2 separate regions of the Xenopus laevis genome follow, and region 2 is linked to region 1. Evidence: chromatin contacts called from public Hi-C data. All regions are on one chromosome and are shown on one strand. The core of a region is the stretch at or near the end of the contact, and the rest is flanking DNA. Distances in the headings are between cores, read along the strand shown.

What was found. Hi-C and Micro-C count contacts between places; a contact is called where the count stands out from the background.
Region 2: a contact with region 1 is called in a Hi-C map of the XTC cell line, with 5 times the contacts expected there. The contact joins two enhancer-like sites. A contact is called at or near these places in 2 of 4 Hi-C or Micro-C datasets (the XL177 cell line and the XTC cell line).

What each region holds. Positions count from the first base shown.
Region 1 is chr8L:103,228,277-103,233,821 of Xenopus_laevis_v10.1, forward strand. No RefSeq gene overlaps it. Among protein-coding and RNA genes, the nearest start is that of spred1.L, 66 kb to the left of the region's middle. Within about 2 kb of position 3,810, at least 1 of the 7 cell types and tissues checked has an H3K27ac peak or open chromatin away from gene starts, as enhancers often do.
Region 2 is chr8L:104,048,136-104,053,929 of Xenopus_laevis_v10.1, forward strand. dph6.L (diphthamine biosynthesis 6 L homeolog) reads left to right here. Exons shown (of 15, transcript NM_001092186.1): 14 at 1,359-1,740; 15 at 3,840-5,291. The coding sequence ends at 3,958. Among protein-coding and RNA genes, the nearest start is that of znf770.L, 15 kb to the right of the region's middle. Within about 2 kb of position 3,021, at least 2 of the 7 cell types and tissues checked have an H3K27ac peak or open chromatin away from gene starts, as enhancers often do.

The DNA of each region.
Region 1 (5,545 bases), core at 2,560-5,059:
AAAGACTATGGCAATTAAATTGTTAAAATGCCATATAAAATCCACATGTGGATCTTTTCTAATTTGGACTATCTGGTCCGTCGGAGCTTTCGGAATCCATATGAGGCAGTAGACAAAGGGTTTGTTTTGTTTCATGCTGCCTGCTTGGGTTAGGCCAACAATTTATATTTTAATCCAAAAATAGAGGCTTAATTGAGGAAAACATAGGGGGTTATTTACTAAAATCTTATTGTTTCAATAAAAAAGCTCGACCAAACTCCCATCCACGATTTTGCCTTATTTATCATTAAGGGAGAACAAATGCAAAAATTAAAATGTAATATTAGCTTCAGCATACTGAAATAAGAAACTTTCTAAATACAATCAATTAAAAATCCTGTACTGTTTCTGAAATAGTCAAGTTTATCTTCACTATTCCTCTCTCAGCATCTGTTTCTCCTCATTCTGTCTTCATTCAGGAGTTGGGTGTCAGATGAATGATCCAAAATATATCTTATAGAGGGGCTCCTTTTGCCTAGAAGATGTATTAGAGCTCACTCTATTAAAATCACCAGACATCATGTCTCTCTATATGCAGAATTTTGTGCAAAAGGCAGTTATTTTGTTAGATTTTGTTTGTACTGGAATCAGTTATTTGAGTTTCATCTGCTTGGAAAGGGAGCCCCCTATAAGATATATTGGATCATTCTTCCGACACCCAACTGATGCATGAAGACAGAATGAAGAGAAACAGATGCTGAGAAAGGAATAGTGAACATAAACCTGATTATTTCAGAAACAATGCAAAATATTAATTAATTGTAGATTGTAGTTTCTTATTTCAGTATGAGGAAGCTTATATTCAATTTTCAAAATCGTTCCCCTTTAAAATAACTTTAATATGATTGGGAAAAAACTCCCCAAAACCCCCGAATCACTCGACTTTTTCAGATTTTTGCCCAAAAACCTAAAATTTTTTGGATAAACCCAGCACAAACCACAATATCTTCAAATTGGACATCTCCCATTGACTTATACATGAACTCAAAAGGTCTGAGATGGTGGTGATTTTCAGATTATGGTTTTATGCAGCATCGGGGAATAACAAATCTCGAAAAATGAGTTTTATTTTCCACAAAAATTCAGGTTCTTGCCTCAAAAAGCCTGACCAGAAAATATGATATTTAGTAAATAACCCCCATAGTGTAGCTGAGACCCTCAAGTAAAGGGATTATATTGTCCAACAAATTCCCATTTAAATATTTTTATTTAATCTACATGCACTTGTAATTTGTGTTGGTAGAGATTCTAAATGTATTCAATGGTATATTTGAAATCTCCAGTGGTGGAGGTGTTCCTTGGTTTTACCAAACTTTTTGGCCTTAGTCATTCATAATGAGTTCTTTTTAGGGATCCGTATCTTGAAGTGATTTTAGAAACACAAGAAAGGACCTTGGATCGGTGTGGTTTGAATCTCATCTATAAAGTGTGATGGAAATGTGGTTGTGTCAGATATAGGAAGGAGACTAAACTTTAAATTGTTAAAATGGCAAATAAAATCCACATGTGGATGTTTTCTGATTTGGACTATCTGGTCCGTCGGAGCTTTTGGAATCCACATGAGGCAGAAGACAAATGATTTGTTTTGTATAATGCTGCCTGCTTGGGTAAGGCCAACAATTTAGATTTTAATCCAAAAATAGAGGCATATAACATAGGGGGCTATTTACTAAAATCCGATTTTATCTCATTGTTTCAATAAAAAAGCTCGACCAAACTCCCATCTACGATTTTGCCTTATTGAGCATAAAAATTAGTGATGGGCGAAGTTATTCGCCAGGCGCAAATTCGGGGCGAATTTGCACGATTTGTCGCCAGCGAATAAATTTGTGAGACGGCAGCAAAAATTTGCCGGCATAAAAATTTTTTGCTGTTTCGTGAATTTCGCGGGTAAATTCGCCAATTTTTCGGCAAAGCGAAACGGCGCAAATTCGCCCAACACTTATTAAAATAACTCAAATAAATATGATCGGGGAAAAAACTCTTCTCTCGATTCACTTGATTTTTTCAGATTTTTCCCCAAAAACCCCATTTTTTCAGATTATTTTGCTAAACCCAGCACAAACCACAATATCTTCAAATTGGACATCTCCCATTCCCATTGGGAATAAAAAAATCTCGAAAAATGAGTTTTATTTTGCACAAAAAAATGTGAGTTTTTGCTCCAAAAAGCCTGACCAGAAAAATTTGATGTTTAATAAATATCCCCATAGTGTAGCTGAGACCCTCAAGTACGGGGATAATATTGTCCCACAAATTCCCATTTAAATCTATTTGCACTTCTAATTAGTGCTGGTAGAGATTATGTGGCTAAAGGTATTCAATGGTATATTGTATTTGAAATCTCCAGTGGTGGAGGTGTTCCTTTGTTTTGCAAAACTTTTTGGCCGTAGTCATTCATAATGAGTTCTTTTTAGGGCTCTGTGTCTTGAAGTGATGTTAGAAACACAAGAAAGGACCTTGGATCAGTGTGGTTTGAATGATCTGTTATAACGATAGCTTTAATCTCATCTATAAAGTGTGATAGAACTGTGGTCGTATCAGGAAGGAGACTAAACCAAGTGATTACACTGGGAGTCAATATAGGCCCTGTCATTCCAAGTACACAGAGGCCCAAACAGCCTCCTACCAGCCCAAAGAGACCCCTACCAGCCCACTATATGGTAACTTTCTATGGAACCATACAGCAGCCCCTCTGGCATTTGCCAGAACCCACAGATTGCCTGTCCGGGCCTGGTTACACCCAGAAGCTACCAGTAGATCTTCAGCTGGTGGTCAGTAGATCACAGCAACCCAACAAACAGCTCCATTAGATTCCCCTGCTGGGTACGGTAACGGTTCTTTACATTTTCAATCACTGGCTGAAGAACTGGTTGTTAAAAAAGGGAGCACTGCCATTGTAATTTGCAACTGTAGTCCCCAATGTGAAAGGAGACCCCACATTGCTTAAGTGTATGCACCCCTGGTTAACAGTTAGCAATGAAAATATGCTTTTAAAATTAAAGTTGACTTTAATGAATATTTCAATATTTTTCAGCCACAAACACAATTATTAAAACATGTACCCTTTAAAAAAAATATTAACATTTTTTTTAAAGGAATGTTGAGAGAATTAAAAAAAGTTTTAATCATTGATTTATTAGTGGATTGCAGAGTCATTACAAAAGCTGCAGGACTATACTCTAAGGTTACTTGGATGAGTCTCACGGTTCAATTCTTCTGTAGCAGTAAAGCCTTGGACCCCCCCAAAAAAAAACCCCAATCGCTCTTCAAATCAAATATAATAAAATCTGAAATTAATAGAGTGTTGTACTATTTATTTTATTTTAAAGCCAATGGCATCAAAAAGCTCTGGTTTATACAATACTTTTAAATTCTCTAGTGTCACAGCGTCATCTGTTAACAATTGTTATGATACAATTTCAGGTTGTTGGGGACAAAAACATAGTATTTTTAGTGATACATTTTTTTGCACAATATTTTTCAAGTCTCTACTGTAATAGCATTAATTATTATAATACGATTTCAGGTTATGGGGGGGGATTAAAATGTATTTAACTTTTTTAAAAGTCATTTTATTTTAATAAAATTTAAAAAAAAAAAATCTCAGCTTAGATCACTCATGATCTTAATTTTTTTAAATCTATTTTTTACTGTTTGCTTAAAAGGAACAATGCAATTGTAGGATCCCAATTCCCCCACAGGAGCATAGAAGTGGCCCGTGATGCCCAGATTATTCCACACAGTGGCAGTATTGTCATTTCTTCACAAGGAACAGTAGCTAAGAAATATTTGGCTCAATAGACCAAGGCTCACCGAGCTGCCTGTAAACCTACACGATTTCCAGTAACAATTTATTTTATTCTATTTTTTTATTCAAACACAATGCATAGTGGCACAGCGCTAGCTCTGTTGGGATTTAAAGGGACTAATGTAAAAATGTAAAGATGCCACCGATAACTGCACTTGCCTGGGATCATTTCCGAATCTTCCTGCTTATGTTAACAATTATGATATTATAAAGTATGGAATTGTTTCCCCCATAGTCCCTTACGTGTCAGAAGGGCCTGCACAACGCTGCAAGCCCAATGGCAGTATAAGTGTTCCACTGCTGCTTGATAGGCTTTTACATGTAGTTTATTCGGAAAGAAATGTACTTGGTTAAAAACAAACCAAGCCCAGCATGTATTAAAATACAGGCACTATTTATGGCAAAAAAAACCTCCACTTTTATGAACATTACTAGACATTAAACCCGTTAAATTAACGGGCTCGACGGTCCGTGGGGCACATGCGCAGTAGCGCAATCCCACGGACACAGGGACTGGACGCAGAGACACTTGAACTTTATTATTATTATTACATAGGATTATATAGGATAGGATTGTGTGGGACGCAGCATCAGTGTTCTGAAATAATCATAGAAAGTTGGGCTTTGAAGAGGGGATTAAAAAAAATACTAGCAAAGAAAAATGAAGGGGAATATACAATATTTTCGCTTTTATATCAAGATATATGAGAAAGCAGTGTATATTCCCATCCCATTACTCCAGCCTTGTCACTTTAATATTCATAATTACTTTATCCAGTTTCTGGTTGATTTTTTTTTTTTTCATTTTACAAAAAAACCAAACAAACAAACTGTGACCAAGATAAATGCTAAAAAGAGAGTTTGCTATTGAACTCGTCCTTTTAAGGCAGAGCACACGCCGTGCCGTATAGAAGCAGGCCGCTCTCTCTCTCTTTCTCTTTGTGCCGGAGTGTGTTTTGAAATTAATTAAAGCCGCACGTATATATAAGCACATATCTCCAGAGCTTTTGTAGCATAACAAAACAAAGGAAACGGCCATTATAGAAGACATAAAAAGCCACGTTTAAAAAAAAGAAAGAAGGGTTCTTCTTAAATCGCAGCCTTCCTGTGAACGTTACACTGCAGCGCTCTTGTGGATGAAAGGAGACGTCTCTGGACCAAGGCAGATTTTAATATCCGTCTTTCACATTTATTTTTTTATTTATTTATTTTACTTGTGACATTAACACCTATCTGCATCCCTGCACCTTTGTATTATGATTTGCTTTGCCGCTGTTATAACAGGGCTTTTTGTTATCATGGTGTGTGTGAGGGTCTGTTTGCATCTTCCCCCTCTTTTTTTTCTTCTTCTTCTTTTTTTACAACTGCAGCCTGCAAAGCAGGTGGATTAGAGATAACTCTCATTGTGCCAGTGTTTTAACTCTGACACTGTCATTAATCATTCCTTAAAGCCACATTTCAAGTCCCAGTAATCAGGACTGGCTTGCCCTCAGTTCCAGCACAATTGCCTTTTCATGATGCAATGTTAAATTGGAAGCGAATGTCTGTAGCCAGGCGCTGTTTCCGCATCCACTATCTGTCTCATCATTAAGGTATTTATCCTTGCTGGCCTTGTGCAGGGAGCATCTCTTGCTGTCCCAGGAGAACATACTTGTAACCACGGATCAGATTTGTTACCCAGGCTTTTGGCTTTTG
Region 2 (5,794 bases), core at 1,771-4,270, 820 kb after region 1:
ATGAGGAGAAAATTGAGCACTGCTGATTGAGAAGCCGTCATTACAGCCCGGAACTGACGGCCGACCTGCCGACCTGTCAATTCTCCTGTCACTGCAGTTATTAGATCACCTGACTGCAGGGGACAAGCCTGTCCCTACGGCTTTTATCCAGCTTGCAGCGGGTTAAGCCTTCTACTCTTTAACACATTATTGAACGCCCTTCACTGTGCAACATTTTGCATGGAATATCAGAATATCCGATCAAGAGCGTTTATGGAAATGATATATGTCATACCTAAAATTCAAGTACAGGTATGGGACCTTTTATCCAGAATGCTCGGGACCTGGGGTTTTCCAGATAACCGATGTTTCCCTCATTTAAATCATCATACCTTAAGTCTACTAGAAAATCGCGTAAACATGAAATAAACCAAATAGGCGTGTTTTGCTTCCAATAAGGATTAAGTATATCTTAGTTGGGATCAAGTACAAGCCACTGTTTTATTATTACAAAGGAAAAGGAAATAATGAAAAAAAAAAATTGGATAAAATGGAGTCTGTGGCAGTCGCTTTCCAGGTTAACGGGTTTCCGGATAATGGATCCCATACCTGTGTATTAAGGCAGGCAATAGTACATTTGACATATGTATACAGCTACATACTGATAATTCTACTACATACTCTACATTTTGATCAACTTCCAACCAAACTGTACACACGGTACATTAGAATGGTTGATTGTTGTCATTTCTCCTTTGGCACAAGCTCGTCAGAGTTGATGGGCCATAACAGACCAGCCAGTGACCCGATTTAGTGCATCTCAGGGGTCATCAAAAAATGGGGCTCCACTCGTACCTACTGATACAGCCAGTCATCCTGCAAACTGCCGAGAGTCGGCCAGATGTCGATGGGACAGGACTAGAAATCCCATCAGATCGCGGTCCCGCCACCTGACCGCCCGTTTACCTTCTGTTAAGCTTAAGGTGAGCATATCGGGGAGAGATTTTGGCAACATCGCCATAGGAGCAAATCTCTACGTGTATGGCCACCTTTAGGCTTAGCTTAGTATTTATCTTAGTAGATAAAAGCTTGCATGTAAATGTAAGACTCTGGGGCTCATTTATCAACACTGGGCAAATTTGCCCATGGGCAGTTACCTATAGCAACCAATCAGCGATTAGCTTTCTAAAGCCAGCTGGAAGTAGAACAATGAATGCAGCAATTCGATTGGTGACCATGGGTTACTGCCCATGGGCAAATTTGCCCAGTGTTGATAAATGACCCCCACTGTCATTAAAAACCATTGAATTGGCTGATAAGTTATTCTTGTATCTAGATGTTATTCCATTGCAGTCCTATATTCTGTTTCATACCTACAGGCTGATCTTGCCCCTGTTACAGTGGCGATAGTACCAATGCTCCCACGTGGCGCTTCAGTAGAGTGGCATGTCATAGCTGCTGTGAGTGACCCAGAGGAGAGGAGACACTTTGCAATTTGCCAGGAAAATCTGCCCTACCAGGTGATGCTTCATGGGGTGATATCGAGCTGTCTCTCCTGTGCCGCCCTCTCACTGTCTCTAAGCTTAGCCCCAATCAGAGCTGCCCACGAGGTGCGGGACTGGCATGAAGTCAGCAACCTTATAGAAAAAGCCCTCCGCAGAGCTACAGATGAACTTCCCATGGCCCCCCATCAACTTGCAGCCCTGTGCTGCAGAGTCTTCTATAGGGGGGAAGAACCAGACTCACAGAGGCTGCAGGAAGGTGAGTCTCAATCAAGAGGGCAAATTACTTTTGAACTATAATGGTGATGACTATATGGCGTATTTCATATTTGAAACTGCTTTTGGAGTGTGTTAAACTTGATAGCACAAGGGCTGATTTTCAGCCATCTAAACAACACCCAAAATACCACCTGGCACCCTCCTTTTTGATTAGAAAGGGAAACAAATGTTTTTTGTTTTTTTTTTTTAAATTCATCAGTTAATAGTGTTGCAGCATCCGACTTCTGCACCGAAATCCGTTTCTCAAAAGAGCAATTTTTGAAATCTGACATGAGGCTAGACATATTGTCAGTTTCCCAGCTGCCCCCAGTCATGTGACTTGTCTCTGATACACTTCAGTCAGTCTTTACTGCTGTGCTGCAAGTTGGAGTGATATCACCCCCGACTCCTACATTTACATTGAGTAAGAGAAACAACAGCCTGCCAGAAAGCAGTTCCATCCTAAAGTGCTGGCTCTTTCTGAAAGCACATGACCAGGCAAATTGACCTGAGATGGCTGCCTTCACACCAATATTATAAATAAAAAGAAATACACTTGATGGTTCAGGAATTCAATTTTATATTGTAGAGTGAATTATTTGCAGTGTAATTTAGAAATAAAAACTACACCATAACAGTAATGACAGAATCCCTTGAAAGTGTTTACTCTAGCCATCAGCCATGTCCTATTTATGTCAGTGGGAGGCAGAAGAGCGTGTTTTTCAGCCATGTGCCATTAGCTTTACACTGGCCATACACATAGCAATATGTCATACCCAAAAAACTGGTATACGTGCAGGGTTGCCTGTACTAATAATTTGAGTTTAGGAGCATAACCACGTTTCACAGAAGATTTGAAACCTAATGCCTGAAACCCACTGATGGGTGATACAATCCACCATGCCCTGTAATGTTGCCTATGGGTATGATCCAGTCTGGGTATTTGATGTTCATATAACATGTAATAAGGTTTTAAATACATAGCAGAGCTGGCTCCTTGCATGCCATGTGAGAATGAGCTGGTTCATGCTACTGGTATCCTGCCTTAGGACTGATGCCATTGATAGGAGTCACCGCAGCAGGATTAGTAAGGAGAAATACCTTGCTTTGTGCTTTTGCTGTGCCGTGAGAGTCTTCTGTCTGGTGCCGGGCAGGCTAATATGGGCGTTGGTTTTTGGACTTCCTACTCATGTCATTCTCGTGGTGCCGGCATTGTCATTGTTTTTAACCACAGACAGGAGCCGTCATTAGCAGAGCTTTCAGCAGCAGTTCATATTCGCTGGAAGTAAAATGCTAATTAGGCTCCGCTTGCTAATGAGGTGCCTCCCTTTACCTGTCCTGACGAGGTGCAGTCTCAAAGAAAGAATGTCAGCTTGTCTTTTTAACCTGTTCGCTGCCAGAACACAGCAAGAGGAAGGGAAGCGTGTGGGTGGGCTTTGGTGACTGTTGGGGGGTAAAGCAAGAAGTGTAGGTTAGTTTATGGTTACTACAGACTGAGTTAGTGGGAGTGAGAGACCATGTTGATCTAGATGACACCATGCTTGTGTAAGTGCTATATTTTCACTCAAGCATACATGTTGTACATTTTTCTTTTCTCCTGCCTCCCTCCCTCCTCTGTCTGGTACAGCTGGGATAGTTGTAATGAATGACTGCTTGATTTAATAAAGCCCAATTATTGCTGCTGTTTATCTGCTCGTTTTAAGCATTTTGGGATTCAGCAAATTACAATGCTCCCGGCCTTTCCAATTTCAGGAGCCACTAATATCCCCATCAGGCCCTGAATTAATAAACCACAACAAAACAATCCTTGTTCAGAGATTATCATTACCCAGCGAGTGTCTTCTGCCCCTCAAGCCCTGCACAAGTTACAGTGTTGGGGGGGGGATGCTGGGAGGCCGTAGAGCCTAATCACACCTGACAACACCGAATCCCTGGGGGGGGCAGTGACACCAGGGTCCAGAGACGCAGCATTTGTTTTGTTACTCTTAAACTAAAGATGCTTTCTTAACCCCCAGTCACGTAGAACAGTGCCAAGTGTGTGAACCTTCACTACCATATTTTTGTATATTTGTGTTAAACTCAGTTTTTCCTCTTTCCAAGGGCTTCGGACGATTCTGAAAGATGTCTGGGCTGAGAAACCTCCAGCGCTGGTACTGGTGCCTGTATTGGACTTGCCTCGCAATGAAATCCTACACTTGACCTTCTGGCTTAGTCTGTAATGCCATGAAACATAAACTGGACTTTCACAAGGATTCCTTTGGACTCGTTACTTTCTGTTTGGAAGTCACAAGGAAGCTACAGATGGTTTACACGAATGGTGTCAAACCTATGGGCGTCCAGCTGCCATTGTCTTTGTGGCTGTTGGTTACAGTGTGTTGTGACAGCTCTTAGCCCAGAGGAAAGGCCCTCTTTACTACTTCCAACTGTTGCAGAACTCCCAGCATGCCTTTGTCAGATGAGCTGACAGAACGACGGTTGGAATTTGTTTTATAGTTGACGATCGGGAGGACTGGAAATGGTGTCTTTATGTATTATTTTTATTATATTACACAATATCTTGCAACTTATATCCTTCTAAATGTGACTAGTGATGTCATCAGTTATAAACGTTGAGTAGTGATGTCATTTTTGTCTCATAACTCACTAAAACTTGTGTATTATAATAAATAAAGTACCCCATTGTTGGAAAATTTGAGGATATAAAAAGTAGCCTCGGAGTTCCATGACCTGTTAATATGGTCATGGAACTCCTCGGTGACTTATAAATATCCTTATATTTTACAATAGGGGTACTTTATTCACTATATATTTTATACACATGGGCTTATAACTATAGTCTAACTGGACCAAACCCTTAAGGCAACAATCCCAGACCTGTGGCACTAAAGCTGAGTAACCGCAGTAACTTTCTTTCCTTTTCTTTTAAGAAAACATCAGCCACAGTCTCTCTTCACATCCTCTCGCTCAGGGGTCCCCAACCTTTTTTACTCATGAGCCACTTTTAAATGTACAAAGAGTTGGAGAGCAACATAAGCATGCAAAAAGTTCCTGGGTGTGCCAAATAAGGGCTATGATTGGCTATTGGTAGCCCCTATGTGAACTGGAAGCCCGTAGGAGGCTCTGTTTGGCAGTGCACCTGGTTTTTATGCAACTAAAACTTGCCTTCTTGTCTGGAATTCAAAAATAGGCACCTGCTTTGAGACCACTGAGAGCAACATCCAAGAAGTCACTGAGCAACAAGTTGCTCATGAGCAACTGGTTGGGGATTGCTGGTCTAGCTCAATCATTAGGGCCTATACAAATAAAACCATAGAAAGGTAACCATTCACTGTATGTACCTGTAGGCCAAAGGCTGTCAACCAATGTATGACCACCTTAACTAATTCTTAGTAAATTAGTGAATGATTTCCATCATGGGAATGTGATAGTAGTATAGAGTAGAATAGTATAGTAAAACTGTGCTATTGCTACACTCCCCCGAGGTGCATTTTAATATATATGCTGATGTAAAAAAATATTTTATACTCCGTCAAATAAAAGCCTTTAATTAAAGATGTTAAATGTGTAGTATGGCTTGCTTGTGGATGGCGGGAGTCGTATGATATAAATGATAGATGGGTATGTGGTTTCTACATGTTCTCTGTGATTAAAAAACTCATACAGGTATGGAATCCATTATCCAGAAATCCATTATCCAGAAAGTTCCGAATTATGGAAAGGCCATCTCTCTTAGACTCCATTTTATCAAAATAATCCAATTTTTTTTAACTTTTTTTTTCTCTGTAATAATAAAACAGTACCTTGTACTTGATCCCAAATAAGATATAATTAATCCTTATTGGAAGCAAAACCAGCCTATTGGGTTTATCTCATGTTTATATGAGTTTGTAGTAGACTTAAAAGATCCAAATTAAAGAAAGATCCGTTATCCAGAAAGCCCCAGGTCCTGAACTTTCTGGATAGCAGGTCTCTGTACTAGTCTTGCAAAAGGATGTCAAGTTTTCCAGAATAGAATTGTAAAGTCTTATTGAATAAATTTTGAGTGTTATGTTCTG